Regions from separate parts of the Capra hircus genome. Here region 2 is linked to region 1. The links are chromatin contacts, called in public Hi-C maps. All regions are on one chromosome and are shown on one strand. Each heading gives the region's core, a stretch centred on a gene start, on an enhancer-like site or on the middle of the called end of the contact. The rest is flanking DNA. Distances are from core to core; before and after follow the strand shown.

What was found. Hi-C and Micro-C count contacts between places; a contact is called where the count stands out from the background.
Region 2: a Hi-C map of blood shows a contact between it and region 1, with 5 times the contacts expected there. The contact joins two enhancer-like sites. A contact is called at or near these places in 2 of 5 Hi-C or Micro-C datasets (blood and liver).

Annotation. Positions count from the first base shown.
Region 1 is chr12:58,802,309-58,809,491 of ARS1.2, forward strand. All of the region lies in intron 2 of STARD13 (stAR-related lipid transfer protein 13), which reads right to left. Among named protein-coding and RNA genes, the nearest start is that of KL, 200 kb to the left of the region's middle. Within about 2 kb of position 3,908, at least 4 of the 5 cell types and tissues checked have an H3K27ac peak or open chromatin away from gene starts, as enhancers often do.
Region 2 is chr12:59,084,990-59,092,172 of ARS1.2, forward strand. No RefSeq gene overlaps it. Among named protein-coding and RNA genes, the nearest start is that of STARD13, 21 kb to the left of the region's middle. Within about 2 kb of position 2,427, at least 5 of the 5 cell types and tissues checked have an H3K27ac peak or open chromatin away from gene starts, as enhancers often do.

The sequences.
Region 1 (7,183 bases), core at 2,658-5,157:
TAGTAACATTTGATTACAAATTTAGAAAAACCACATAACTGAAGTAACACTTGTTCCCCATGACTTGCTCAAGTTCCAAATAATTTATTCTTAGAGATTAATTTTATTTGTGCTCTTTCATTCTTTTAAAAACAAATCATTCTTTCAACCCAACTAACCACTCCAATTCCTTCACTTTTGCCTCATGAAAGTACAGAAAGTATATTAAAAGGCTACTCCCTGGCTATTGCCAAAAAGCGGTAGGACATTTAGATAGTAGTTTTCAGATTTAATTCTATTATCCAATTAAAAGAATTTAGTAAACAAACAATTGGACAATATGTGTAAATGTAATATCCAGCCTTCACTGAATAATTGATGCTTTTGAACTGTGCTGTTGGAAAGGACTCTTGAGAGTCCCTTGGACTGCAAGGAGATCAAACCAGTCAATCCTACAGGAAATCAGTCCTGAATATTAATTGGAAGGACTGATGCTGAAGCTGAAACTCCAATACTTTGGCCACCTGATGCGAAGAACTGACTCAACAGAAAAGATCCTGATGCTGGAAAGATTGAAGGCAGGAAGAGAAGGGGATGACAGAGGATGAGATGGCTGGATGGCATCACCGACTTGACAGACATGAGTTTAAGCTCCAGGGGTTGGTGATGGGCAGGGAAGCCTGGTGTGCTGCAGTCCATGGGATTGCAACAAGTCAGAAACGACTGAATGACTGAATTGACTGGCTGAATACTCAGCCTAGTCCAGGTGATGTTTAGATAAAGTCTATTACTCTGGTCCATACTATAAGACATACTACCTTTCATATGTTGAAATAGTAATCTTTAACCTTTTTTAGGTTTCAGGAAAGTTCCATTAAAGGTATGGCATAGGTATATAATTTTTTCTCATAATTTCTGAAGTTTTAAAGAGATAAGAGGTCTCTAGATTAAGAACCCCAACTCCAAAGAATAAACAAAAACAAACTAATTTGGCACTTTCAACAAAGCAAACACCATTCCACTTTAATAGCTTTACCGGGGCTTCCCAGGTGGGGCTAGTGGTAAAGAACTCACTTGTCAATGTGCAGATGCAAGGGTGGAGGGTTTGATTCCTGCAGGAGACAGCAGTGACATGGGTTTGATCTCTGGGTTGGGAAGAATTCTTGCCTGGAGAATCCCATGGACAGAGGAGCCTGGTAGGCTACAGTGCCTAGGGTTGTAAAGAGTCAGACACGACTGAAGCGACTTAGCACGCACACATAAAATACCTCAGCGACATCTCAGTCTCATCCACTACCTGTGAGCTTTGCTCAAGCCTCCAATGTGAAATCTCAAGTTATCCCTCAGCAGATAGATACCCAGAGAGTCATCCTCCTGAAAGTTTAATCCCCAGTCCTTTCTGTCCTAGTTCAAGGTCTGATGGACCTTGCAATGATGGACTCAAAAGGATCTCATTGCCCTCATACACAGCTCAAATATGATCCCCAGTGGTTCGGCTCTATACAGATTAAAACACAGGGCTAATTTGTTCCAGAACTACATTCCATGTCAATACCTTGAAAATATTTTGCAAGTTTAACTCTAAAGGCAGTATGAATGCCCTCTTTCAAACAAATGAAGCTAGTCTAATTCTCAGGGAGAAGAGACAGTCATGACTACATATCTGGAGCTAAGGATTTCATTCCCCAAAACCACTCTCTCACCAGCAGAACTGCTTGGCATTGGGCAAAGTGATTCAAGTTCAGGATAAGGTTCACACTTCTAATACCCTGAATAAAGTACTCCAGGGCCTTAAATACACTTTAAGGGAATTCCCTTGTGGCCTAGAGGTTAAGAAACTGTCTTGAAATCCAGGGGACGTGGGTTTGATCCCTGGTAAGGGAACTAAGATCCCACAAGCCTCAGAGCAACTGAGCCCGTGCGCAGCAACTACTGGGCCTGAGTGCTCTGGAGCCTGCAGGCCACATCTAGAGAGTGAGTCCATAGGCCAAACAGAAAGATGATGCGGTGAAAATCCCCCCTGCCGGCAACTAAGACCTGACGCAATCAAAGGAATAAATAAATATTTTAAAAACAATAAATTCATTTTAAGTTGGAAGTGACTGTGGAGGGGGAGCAAGAAGGGAGGTCAGATGCCGGATGCAAAGAGAGGTACCAAGGACAAATGTGGCATACTTCCCCAACTACCAGTTTTATCCAGGAAAACCACTGCAAGGAACAGCTCATGAGCTGAAAATCTTTCCTCAGCGCAGGAACTGTGCTAGCGACAGCAGACAGAGTGATGATGAGAAACTTTCAGAATACAACACTGTATTAACTGCTGGGGAGTTCAAGTCCCAGCAGCATCAACTTACAGATCCTTCGCAAGTTAACTTACAATAACAACGGAATGTACAGCTGAACATGTGATAGATAGTAAAACTGAAGAGCATAGAGGAGTTTTAATTCCCTTCTGTGGGGGTGGGGAGGGGAATTATAGATAAAAGATAGGATTTAACTTGGGTTTGTAAGGGTATGAAGAATTTCACCAGGTGGGGAGGTGGTAGAAGGGAGGGGGTACTTCTGGCAAGGGGAATGTAAGAGCGAGGCTCATGGAAAACCACTGAAGGCTGAGAGAAAACCGGGGTGGATTCTGGTCTTTGGAGAAGGTGGGGGGTTGCCTCTGGACAATACTACTTTCCACTTGTGTCTTTATGGAGGCGTATTATTTTCAACTCTTTTGAGATGAAACACAAATTATTAAACTTAAAATGTCAGAGATTTCAAATTCTTGATAAAAAATGAATTTAGAGTACAGTTGATTTAAAATTATTATTCGAAGTTAAAATTCAGCTGCTGTTACAGAGACTAAATAGACAAAGAAACTCATTCCACTTGCTATCAGGCAGCAACTGACAACTTGATGATACCCTGTGGTTAAAGTCACCCAAGAATTTGATTTCACCATTTTTCTTATCTTCTATGCCTTCAAATGAGGTTAAAGCATCTGCCTCCAATGCAGGAGACCCGGGTTTGATCCCTGGGTTGGGAATATCCCCTGGAGAAGGAAATGGCAATCCATTCCAGTATTCTTGCTTGGAGAATCCCATGGACGGAGGAGCCTAGTAGGTTACAGTCCACGGGGTCACAAAGAGTCGGACACGGCTGAGCGACTTCACCTTACCTTACCTTATGCCTTCAAATGGACTACTATACTATTAAATTATAAATCTGATGAAGATCATGTTTTGGGATTGCAGGCGGATTCTTTACGGTCTAAGAAACCAGGGAAGCCCATAGGTCACACCAGTTTCACATATTTGAATACAAGATTTCTGCAGTTCCAGGGCATGTCCACTAGAGGCCTGTGAAGAGCTTCTTTCCCCGAACACAATCATAACCAAAAAGGCTAGATTTAATACCAGAAGTATTGATCAAGTATCAGTAAGACAAAGATGGAATTGATAGATAATCTCAACAATAAGCACCTTAGTGGTGGATAAAATAAACAAAATGTAACCCTCTTTCGAAAACTCCAGGATACTGAATTGTGAAACTTACAAAACTCCTAATACGGAACTGGGAAAGCAGAGTGAAAAGAGGTAGGGTTTGGAAGCCTTCGCCAACAGTTCCAGAAGGTCAGCAGGCCCTGGCCAGCTCTGACTAGGTGGCCACAGGCACCAAGCGGTGGAATCAGCCATTATAATGACTGCCAGGGCCCTGAAGGGGCTTCTGAGGAAAGAGGGCTTTCAGATCTTCAAACAAACACCACATACAAAAGGCATGCGACAAAGCAGAGGGCAGGTTCCTGGGTGGGAAAGCGTCTGGGAAAGTAAACAGAGTAGTGATTTAAGACAGATGGGCCAGGCAGGGGCTTCCTAAACAGTGACTCCAAGGAAGCAAACAGAGGAAGACAGATGAGCGATGGTGAGAACACCGAGCGACAGAGTCAAACAGGCCGTTGGCTTCAGGGGCGAGAGGGCCACTTCAGGCAAAAAGCACACAGAACGCACTCGGCGCTGGGGGACAGGAGCACAACTAAGCGCACACAGCAAAGACTACCAGGAAGGCTGAGATGCCTCGTGACAGTCCCCTCGCCACCCTGGCAAACTCAAAACAGAGCTTCACGTCACGTGTCAGAAAACACAAAACAATCAACCACACCACACATACGTGCGTGTACACACACACACACACACAACTTCTATTTACAGAAACGGCCTGTTTTTCACAAGGTTTGGTTAATTAACAATCAGGAAAGAGTTGCACAGGGTTTGAAGAAAGAACCCTTTGTTCGGAAAAACCTGTGAAAATATTCCCTCAGCAGCTTGTAACTTTCCCTACAGATCGCCCCGGCCCTGAGGACAGGCCCAGGTGCCAGAGGCCCCTGTGATCCCACACAGAGCACACATTCAAAGGCAGCAGCGCTCTTTGTTGTCCCCCAGGAGTTAAGCCTTAATGGGTTTACAATTCGCCGGCGTTTTTGGAGAGCAGCTTGGCGGTTGCTGCCTGCTGCCAGAAATGGAGCCGAGACAAGGCCTGGTGAATCCCACAGCTGTTGTGGCCGCTCCGTGGCAGGGAAGAGCAGTTGCCCGGGGCGTTTCAGAGACGTGCGAGAACACAAGGAGACTTTATGAACCCTGGAAGGGAATCTGCAAGCACTGTGAGCAGATGGTCAGTCCACATGGTGGAGGAAGGATTTCGGAGCTGTGGTTCCTTACTGAAGACCATGGCAACTAGTGATTCACTGAGTCTTCGATAAATCCTTTGTGGGGAAAAGTGGCTCAACTATAATGTAACATGGCTAGTTAGCTTCACACTGTCACAGTCCTGACTTCTAAACCTCAACAATCACAGTTTAGACAGGAATAAGCTAGTCCATCTTACCTTGGTTAAAAAGAAAAATAGGTATGGCACTTCTGTTGGAAATAGGGTCGCTATTCATCCTGGTCCACTGGGTTTCAGGAGATGCCTGCCTGAACCAAGCCTCCACCATTACTCCCTCCAGCCCTGACTTCAGGAAAATCTTCATCTTAAACTGAGACACATGGATGGTGGGACAACACTGAAAGCTTCTGGGAGCAGTGACTTCATGATTTTTTGAAAGCTATATTCACTTTGTTTTCTTTCCCCATCATCCTTCTGATCAAAGGCTGCTTTTCGATACATGGAATTTTCTTTTGCTGAAATCTCAACCTATTTTCTGTTCTCCTCATGTTGACTCATCTGAGAATCACATGATCTCTCCTAAAAGGCTATTTATTTAGTCCATTATGAGACCCAGGGTCAGTCTTTACTCATTTTATATCTGAATGACTTATTTCTTCAGGTCAAGCAAAGTACTCTTTAAGTATATCCCTGAGAAGCATCAGCTAGATACCACGGAGGGGATGAGGACTGCAAACTGTGAGATGCTACAAATCTGACGAAGGAAACAGAAACACTGGGGAGAGAATTCTAATACCTGAAAAGGGCTAAGACTGAGGTGTAATCGGAAAGCTGTGGCCATATAAGGAAGAGAGAAAATAATCTTTAACTCCTCTGTAGAGATCGGGACATTAGTTTTAAAGGAGATAGAATTTAAGATGGCCATATATAGGGTGATCTATCACTCCAGTGTTCAAACTGAAAGTCTTGGGTTGCATGAAATCCTTCAATTGAACATCCAACAGTTAGACATGAGAGTTTATCTCAAGGGTTTGAGACAAGGTGAGGGCCAGTCTCAACAGCAGTGGGCAGGCTGCCCCAGCCCTGGAGGTGTGGACTCAGCGGCCATTGGGGCATAAGGCCTTGGGGAGGGGGGTGATGTCCCGTCAGGCAGGACGGCAGGTGCCCGCCTCTCACTGGGCATCTATTTTGTGTCCAGCACGTTGCACAAGGCTCTGTGGAGACAAGGCTCGGGGCCTGGCACACAGTGGTGGCTGAGTGGCTCTCTCTAGACTGGACATATAGCTTTAGACTGGACATAAAGCCCTATAGCTTTACAATGGACCCCTGCAATGCACACAGGCTGACTTGCCCAGGCCAACATCACTACCCTGCAGGCATATGGGTTTTGAGAGCCCTGAACTCTCAAAGGAAGAGTAAGGAATTGAAAGAGAAGCTGATTTCGGGAGTTGATAAGATGTTGTGGACCCTGAGTATCACCTTGAGTCGATGGTATCTAATAAAAAACTTACAGTGTGCTGTTACATTTATTATCTCACTTTCGAGCTTGACACAGACCCACGAGGTAAGAAACTGAAAGTTTGAAGATGGCCTTGGTCACACTGCTGTAAGTAGCAAAGCTGGGATTCACACTACAGATCACTCTTTCCAGGACCAGTGGCATTTCTCTAACTTTTTAAGTTGACTGAGTTTTATCTGAAATTTGAGTTGAACAACCAACTGATTCAGTGTCATCTGAACGTGTATACTCTGTTCAGTCATCTAGTGGCTGGATAGTACATCAAATCACATAGACTCCAGGACCAATTGAAAAAGCAATCCCTCAATTTACAACCACTCGTCACCTCTCTTTTCCTCTAGAATCTTACAGCCACACTCAGGAAACCCCAGTAATGCAGATCAAGTGGTTAACCTACGAGGCACTGTGGATGAGATACAAAGATATGTCGAGTTACACTGATATACACAGGTGACTTAAAACTATATGTCTCCATAGAAACCTTTGCTTGGCTGGCTGTATCTGAAAAGATTCTCTTAAGTACCTGGTGTGGGCCCCCTCTGAAGTAGTGATTCGATCAAGCAGAAGTGGAACATCTCTCAAGGTGTAGACTTTGACTATTACCTGCTTCTTTTGGTTTAAAATGATTTTTTTTCCCTGTCATTTTGTCCTCAAGGGGCTTTAAATTTTGTTCTTCCGAGAAGATGCTCCTGAGGACACCAGCCCCGGTTATTGTCATAGGTACCTGCCTGTCTTCCTCTCTCTATAGTTCCACGGCTTTGAACTCATCACACTGTCTTCCCTCTTTCCCTCAAATGCTTTAGGAACTCACACCCTCAAACACTTGCACGACTGGCCATGGATTTCTTGTTAATCAAACAGGACTGCTTGCTATGAACACACTTCTAAGGTTTTTGAGAAAATTATTTATGAAATGAGGGAATCTGACGTGAAATAACAGGCCAGTTTCTTTTCTTTTTAATTTCTGTTTTAAGTTTTTTTCTTGTGTTTTTGTTTGTTTGTTTGTTTGTTTTTTGCTGTGAGGCGTGTGGGATCCTA
Region 2 (7,183 bases), core at 1,177-3,676, 280 kb after region 1:
TAATACCATATAGAAAAATTAACCTTCAGTGCATTCTAGGCCTAAATGTAATGTACTGTGAATATTAAAAGGAAAGTAAGAGGGCTTTATTTACATCTTTATGCTAGGGAACTTTAGTATTTGGATGATACGTACAAATTCTTAGAAAAATACAAGCTACAACAACTTTTCTTCAAAATGTTATTAAGAAAATGAAAGACAGGTTACAAACTGGAATAAAAATATTCACAACACACATTTTGACCAAAAAAACAAAACAAAAAAAAAAGTATACAGGGGAGGAGAAAGGAGAGGTATTATCCAAAGGGTACAAAGTTTGCTAAACACAATCACTAAGTCTTAGAACTGTATTGTACATAAAGTCCCTACAGTTAAGAATGCTGTAGTAAAATTTGCTAAGAGGGTAGAGCTTATGCTAAGTGTTCTTATCACTTAATAATAAAAATTGAAAGCAGGAGGAAATTTTTAGAGGTGATGGGTCTAATTATGACATACATTGTGGATATATACTTAACTCCAAACTTATTAAGTTCTATACATATACATGTATACATATAGGTGCTTACATAAACACGCACAGCTTTGCCAATCATATCTCAACAAAGAAAAAATATATGTACGTAGTATACAAATAACTCCCACAACTTAATTACAAGGAAACAAACTCAATTTTTTAAATGGGCAAAGTTTTTTAACATACTTCACAAAAATGAAATAGCACTATATATCCATTCAAAATGGTTAAAACTAAAAACAATCTCAACTGTTGCCACGTGACTGAAAGGCTCATCATTCTGTGAAACTAAAGGAAAGATAAAGAGGCAGATGCAAGTAGACTAGATGGTGGGAAGATGAGAGAATTCTTGGCAAGGCTCACAACTCTTTTTCCAATAAGAATGAGGCAAAGTCACTGGTTGAGGAGAAATTTAGTGATTCCAAAGGTGTAGAGAAAGAATGAGACACTTCGTTTAAAGCGAGCAAAATACAGAAAAGAGTAGGAGAGACCATTTGGATGAGGTCACATTAGTCCACCCAATTGTTAAGCTGCCTGGGTTTAAGTACAGGCAAGAAAAGATAAATGCGTGAAATCATTTATGATCTGGGTTTTGCCAGGAAAGCAGAAGTCAGGGACAAAGAGTTGAGGGTATTTGCAGGGAACTGGCTTTAATGCAACTATTTGTGGCATACATATAGCCAGAATTAGTTCTTTACTATGAAGCACTATGCTAGTGTAAGTTACTAGTATAATGGTGGCAAAACTAAGCATCGTCTCAATTTAAGGTTGGTTATATACGAGACACAGGAAGACTGGAATGCACCAAAAGTTAAAATAAGCAGCTAAATGCATTATTTCCAAAACTGAACCATATAATGAACTTACTCCTTATTCTACGCATTCCATTTGAGGTCTAAAATCTATTTTTCCTGTCTTCCTAATCAGGCTTTCCACATCTATTTGCTTTAGCTCTGACCTTTTCATGGTCTTTATCTAATTTTATCTAAAGGAAGGCTAATGTTTACATATTAGTGTTTCCATTACTTCCCACTCCATCTTGCGTCCTTCTCACACTGTTGGTGATGAGTCTTCAATGATCCTCTAGTACTGTCCACATTTTGGAAAAAAAAATTTTTTGGCTTTTCACATAAATAAAGTATCAAGGTATTCCTCAACCCACAACTGCTCTCTTTACAACACCTACAACCAAAACCATGAAAAGGTTTTATCCAAAAATCGTAAAATGGCTACTGCAGGCTATCTTTCTTGTATTCCCCAGTCTGTTTCTCTCAGTATAACTGCTGAAAAGTTTCTACTGCTCTGGCTTGCACAAGTACTTAGTTTTTATGTAGGCAGCAGACTGCGAAGAATTCTGAAATACAAAGTTAAAAGTGTTTACCAAAGCTGAAGAAATTTCTTGGAAGAACTGAGTACCTGCATCTGACACTTTCAGAAGAGTCTAAAATTAAAATTGGGTGGGTACAGTTTCACAGATTTTATTTTTGCAACCTTCTTGGTTGTTTCCATGTTGCCTCACAAAACAAAGGCAGTGAACTCTGACGAGTTTACCACTGTCCGTCTATTAAGTGGTTTGCCTGTGACTCGTAATAATGGAAAAGGGACATGCTGTTCCTTTCAAACACAGCACGGACAGCCTTACTTTAGCTAAAATTTGATAAGACCAAGACCACACCATAAAACACAGAATATAAAGTGTTATTGATAGAAAGGGAAAAATAAAGCTAATTAACTCCTTAAATTCTTAAGCACTGCTAAAAGACCAAAAGACATGCTTCCTTACATAATAAGAAGCGCTTTTATGTTCCTCACGAATAGTGTATTTGCCTGCGTTCCTTTTTCTTAGTGACACCCCTACCGCCTCAGGACTGGTGCTTAAAGACAAAGTGGGTGGGTCAAGCCGGTTTAGGAAGACATTTAGAAGGAAAGGCTGGGCCCATCCCAGCATTGGGACCGCGCCCAGCAGGCATTTGGCTTACATAATACTCAAGAGGAAAATACAGCTCGAGCAAACTATTAATTTTCCACAAAGATTTCCAGAAACCTGACTCAGAGCCAGAAACTCAAACCCTGCGAGCGGGAAGAAAAAAAAACACCTACTACGCCACCATTTCCGCCTTGCCGGGCCAGCAAACGTGCAAATATGGAGAAAGACGTACGCGCTGCGCATACGTCCTCACAATGCGCAAGCGCACGGCGAGGCCCCCGCCCCCTCACGCTCCCGCCGAGGCGCGCGCACCAGAAATCAGCCCCCTACTAGCGCCGCCCGGGGCTTCCGCCCCGAGGCCTGACGGTCGCCGTTCGGTTCCGGTTCTAACCCCGCCCTCACGCGGTAACCATCCAAAGTCTTAATATCCGGGACCAGAGGCTGGCGCCAGCGCCCACTTCCGGCGACGGACGCAGAGGAAAGAATCTGGTGACGCTTCTTCCCTTCTGCTGTGCCGCCCAGGCTCTGGCTCTTGGTGCGGCAGCGCCATCTGGTGCTGAGTCTCTCGCTGCCCGCAGAGGGGGCGCGCGCCTTTCTCCCGGAATCTTCCAGAGAAAATGTGGCCTGGGCTTTCGTCACTCGCCCTCGGAAAGGGAGAGAGACCCGAGCTTTCGCCCTGCCGAGTTCTCACGCAGGAGGTACTTGTAGGACTTCGCACCGGAAGCTTCTTGTACGTGTTAGCTATAAATACCCAAGATGGAGAGGAAGCTGAGTTCTTTCTCTAGTTTTAAGTCCAGAAAAACAAAACAAAACGTTTTTCTGTTTCCTCATGACTTGTTCCTGAATACCTCTCAGGCATTTTTCTCAGTTATCAATTCATTAGTTCCAAGAGACAAGAGTCCACTATTTCTCTCTTGGGTGGGAAGATGGCACAGACCTTGTGGCTTAGAATGCTCTGTGCTATAAAAGCTTTTGTTTCCTTTAGCTTATTAAAGCTGTGTTGTGAAAACATGCATCATGTGTCTGGAGCCCCTGAGGAAGTGGGGACTTTGCTATAAAAACAGGCTAAAGAGATTTCAGAAAGGTAGTCTCAGGAACACCCATGGTGTATGTAGGTTTGTTTGCGTGGCGTGTTTCTAGAGATTAACAGAGAGAAACCTCATTTCTCCCAAGGCAGCAAAATCAACGTAAATTCTCCCTGGATGTTGCTTGGAAACCTCGATTTTCCTGGAAAGGTGTAGACCTGATGATATATATGTAGCTAATATTGGGTGGTTATTACTTCCTTATTGGAATGGTGTGGTAACCGAGTATGGGAGTACTAGTGAAAGCTAGTGAAGTAAGTTTCCTGTAGACTCCAGCTCCCACTGACTAGACTGCTCCACTGGGCGTTTCTCCTCGTGGTTCTCAAACTCGTTAGATGTCCACTCATTAGATGTCCCTGGAAGGCTTATTAAACCAGATGGGCCTTAACCCTAAAGTTTTTAACTGAGAACGTCAGGGAGTAGAATTCTATTGGGTTGTCGCAATGTTCCTTCCAGTTTTCCCTTAAGATGTTAAGGAAAACCCTGAATGAATTTTTTTGCCAATCTAATATAATTATAGTTCTGATAAATTATCTGGTGATGCTTAATACTTAGGTCCTTGGTACTAGGATCACATCTGCAATAATTTGGAGTTCAGAGTTACTTTGTCAGCACGTGCAGTCATGCTCTTATGGTTGGATGCTAATGATAGAAACCGGAGAAATCCATTGTTGAAAAGTAATGAACTAAGCACTAGATCCAGAAAATTGTACATAAATGAATATTCACAGTTAAAGCCGCTACTGCACATAAATGTGTTCTGTAAATTATAGTGTGATAGAGGGTGCTGTGATACCAGGTATACTAAATATTTCAATGATTTTTGGTGGAATTTCTGCCCTTCCCATTAGCTATTAAAAGTCAGTAAATAATAAATGACTAGAATTAAGGATAAAGTTGCTATGCCCTACCTAACTTTCTCGTTTTGCTTTTTGGTAGACACCAGGCTTTTCCAAAGTCCTTTAGCATCTTGCCAGATTCTTTTGTTTTTTCTAAATCCTCTGCCAACCCTATTCCACCCATATTGTGCTGTTTATTCAATACAAATATACGCTGATTTCATTTCTAAACATGGTCATCTCATTTGTGAAAATGGCTTACTTAATCTTGTTTGCAGGCTTTTTCTCTTCAGTTAATTCTGTCAAATCGTGACTATGTCACTGCATTTACTTTCAGTGAAAAAAGTGTGCTGTGCACTATGAGTTTTATCCTTGCACATAATTGAAATACAAATATTTTTGGAGAGGTTTTATGTTCATAGCTGAAATCATTTCTAAAACTTTTAAAAAGTTTAGAATGTTTGCTCTGATGTAACTGACCTTAATGATGAAAAGTAACTGATACACCCTTGATTTGAAAATTAATATTTATTAAATGTCAATGATTAAAGATCTTTAATATTGATTAAAGATCAATGAGGACTTCCCTGGTGGCTCAGGAAAGATGGTAAAGGATCTGCCTGCAATGCCAGAGACCCAGGTTGGATCCCTGAATTGGAAAGATCTCCTGTAGAAGGGAATGACAACCCACTCAAGTATTCTTGCCTGGAAAATCCTGTGAATAGAGGAGCCTGGCCAGTTACTGTCCATGGGGTCTCAAAGAGTGGGGCAGGTCTGAGCCACTAATGCTTTCACTTGAAAAAAATCAGTGAAGACAACTGAAATGCTACTTTGGCAATAATTCAGTAAAGTTTTTATGAGTCAAAAGCGATTTTAATAATGGCCTTGAAGTAAATAAAGGAATGAATTCATTGTGAGCACACTGCATAGAAAACTTCTTGATACAACATACTTTCCTGAAAAAGAACTAAGGCTATTGCTGTGGAGTAGACTGGTGAGGAGAAGGAAATGGCAACCCACTCCAGTATTCTTGCCTGGAAAATTCCATGGTCAGAGGAGGCTATTCTAATACCAAGAATTAAACAAGACTTGTTTAATATACATTGTACTATACAACTGTTAGTCTATCTTCAGTTACACAAAAAGTAAATGATGACCCTTAGGGTTGTTAAAAACATAGTTAAAATGATAGCTAACTCAAATAAATTTTCCAAAGCAGAACCAACATTTTCATACAATGAAATAGCCAGTAAATCTCAAAATGTGGATCCCAGCATGACTTCAGGATCACTTGGGAATTTATTAGAAATGTAAATTCTAGAGCCAAACCTCGACCCTAATGAATCAGAAACTGAGGGGAGAGCCCAAGTTTTAAAATGTAAAAATCAGTGTTTTTTGCCTAAGTTCTTCAAGCTAGTCTGATAGGTGTCAAAATCTGAGAACCACAGAATTAGATAAGATATTGAAAGTTTTTTTTTTTTAAGATATTGAAAATTTAAACAATTCAAGTCTCTTGGAATTAAGAAATAACCATAGTGTCTAAAAGGAAACAAAGACTACAGAAACAGATTTCTCTGAATGAATACTGTGAAACTCCCCTGTGTGAAGAAGATACTGTGCTAGATGCTTGAGGATTATTAGTGAACAAAGGGGTAGAAATACAGCTCTCACTGAGTTTTCGTTTTAATGGAATTAATGCTGCTCTAAAAATATTCTGGCTAGATTTTTTTTTTTATTCTGTAAGCAAGACTTTTGTTAAATAATTTAGAAAATGGAAAAGGAGAAATCAAAAGGAAGACTACTGTAAAGATAAAAGCAATAATAGTAAAATTGTTAGAAAATGGGGAGGAAAAGTTAAAGAAACCACAAAATAGTAAATGTGGAACATCCCATAAAGATTAGAAGTGATGGAGGAGTTATAACATGTAGAAAACATGTTAAATGTGTACATATAATATATCACTATCAAATTTGAAAATCATGATGTGGATTTCTAGGAAAATAAAAAACTACTTAAAAATCTAGTGGCATTCTACCATTAACATAAAAATGTTTTCTAAAGTTATCCGGGTAATTACTTCCCCCAGCAAAGGATCCAGTTCTAGGTAGTACTGGTGAAATCTTTTATCCTTAAGAGAAATAAGTAAAACCACATATAGAACATAAAGAAAATATAGAAAGCTACCCATTTCATTTTTTTTACTTTAAAAAAATTTTAATTGAAAGAGAATTGCTTTGCAGAATTTTTTTTTCTGTCAATCATCAACATGAGTCAGCCATAGCAGATTATACATATGTCCCCTTCCTCTTGAACTTCCCTCCCTTCTCCCTCCCCATCCCATCTCCCATTTCATTTTACTAAGCAAATAAAATCAGCCTACTAAATCCTTGGGAAAAAAGCATGAAAATTATATACCCACTCTCACTTATGAGTATGCATATATATAATGTATTAGCACATAGATTTAGTAGTGTCTTAAAAGAATAATTTACCATGGCCTGAGAGGGTCTGTTCTTTAACTATAAGTATGACAGTTTGTGTTACTTTTCACAAATATTCATTCTCCGTTCCCCACACTGTTGAAGGAGTTTATTTCTATACCTCATTGATGCTGTGCTTGACCATGTGACTTGCTTTGGCCAGTGGAATCTGAATGGTTGTCAGATTTGCCATTTTCAAGCACAAACATTAAGAACAGTTGCATGATTCACTCAGTCTCTCTGTATTACCCCCTCTGCTATGATTACTGTTGCTCCTTCAGCCTGGACGCAGGGAGAAAACAGTGGAGCATACGTACAGTCAACCTGCAGGCTGTAA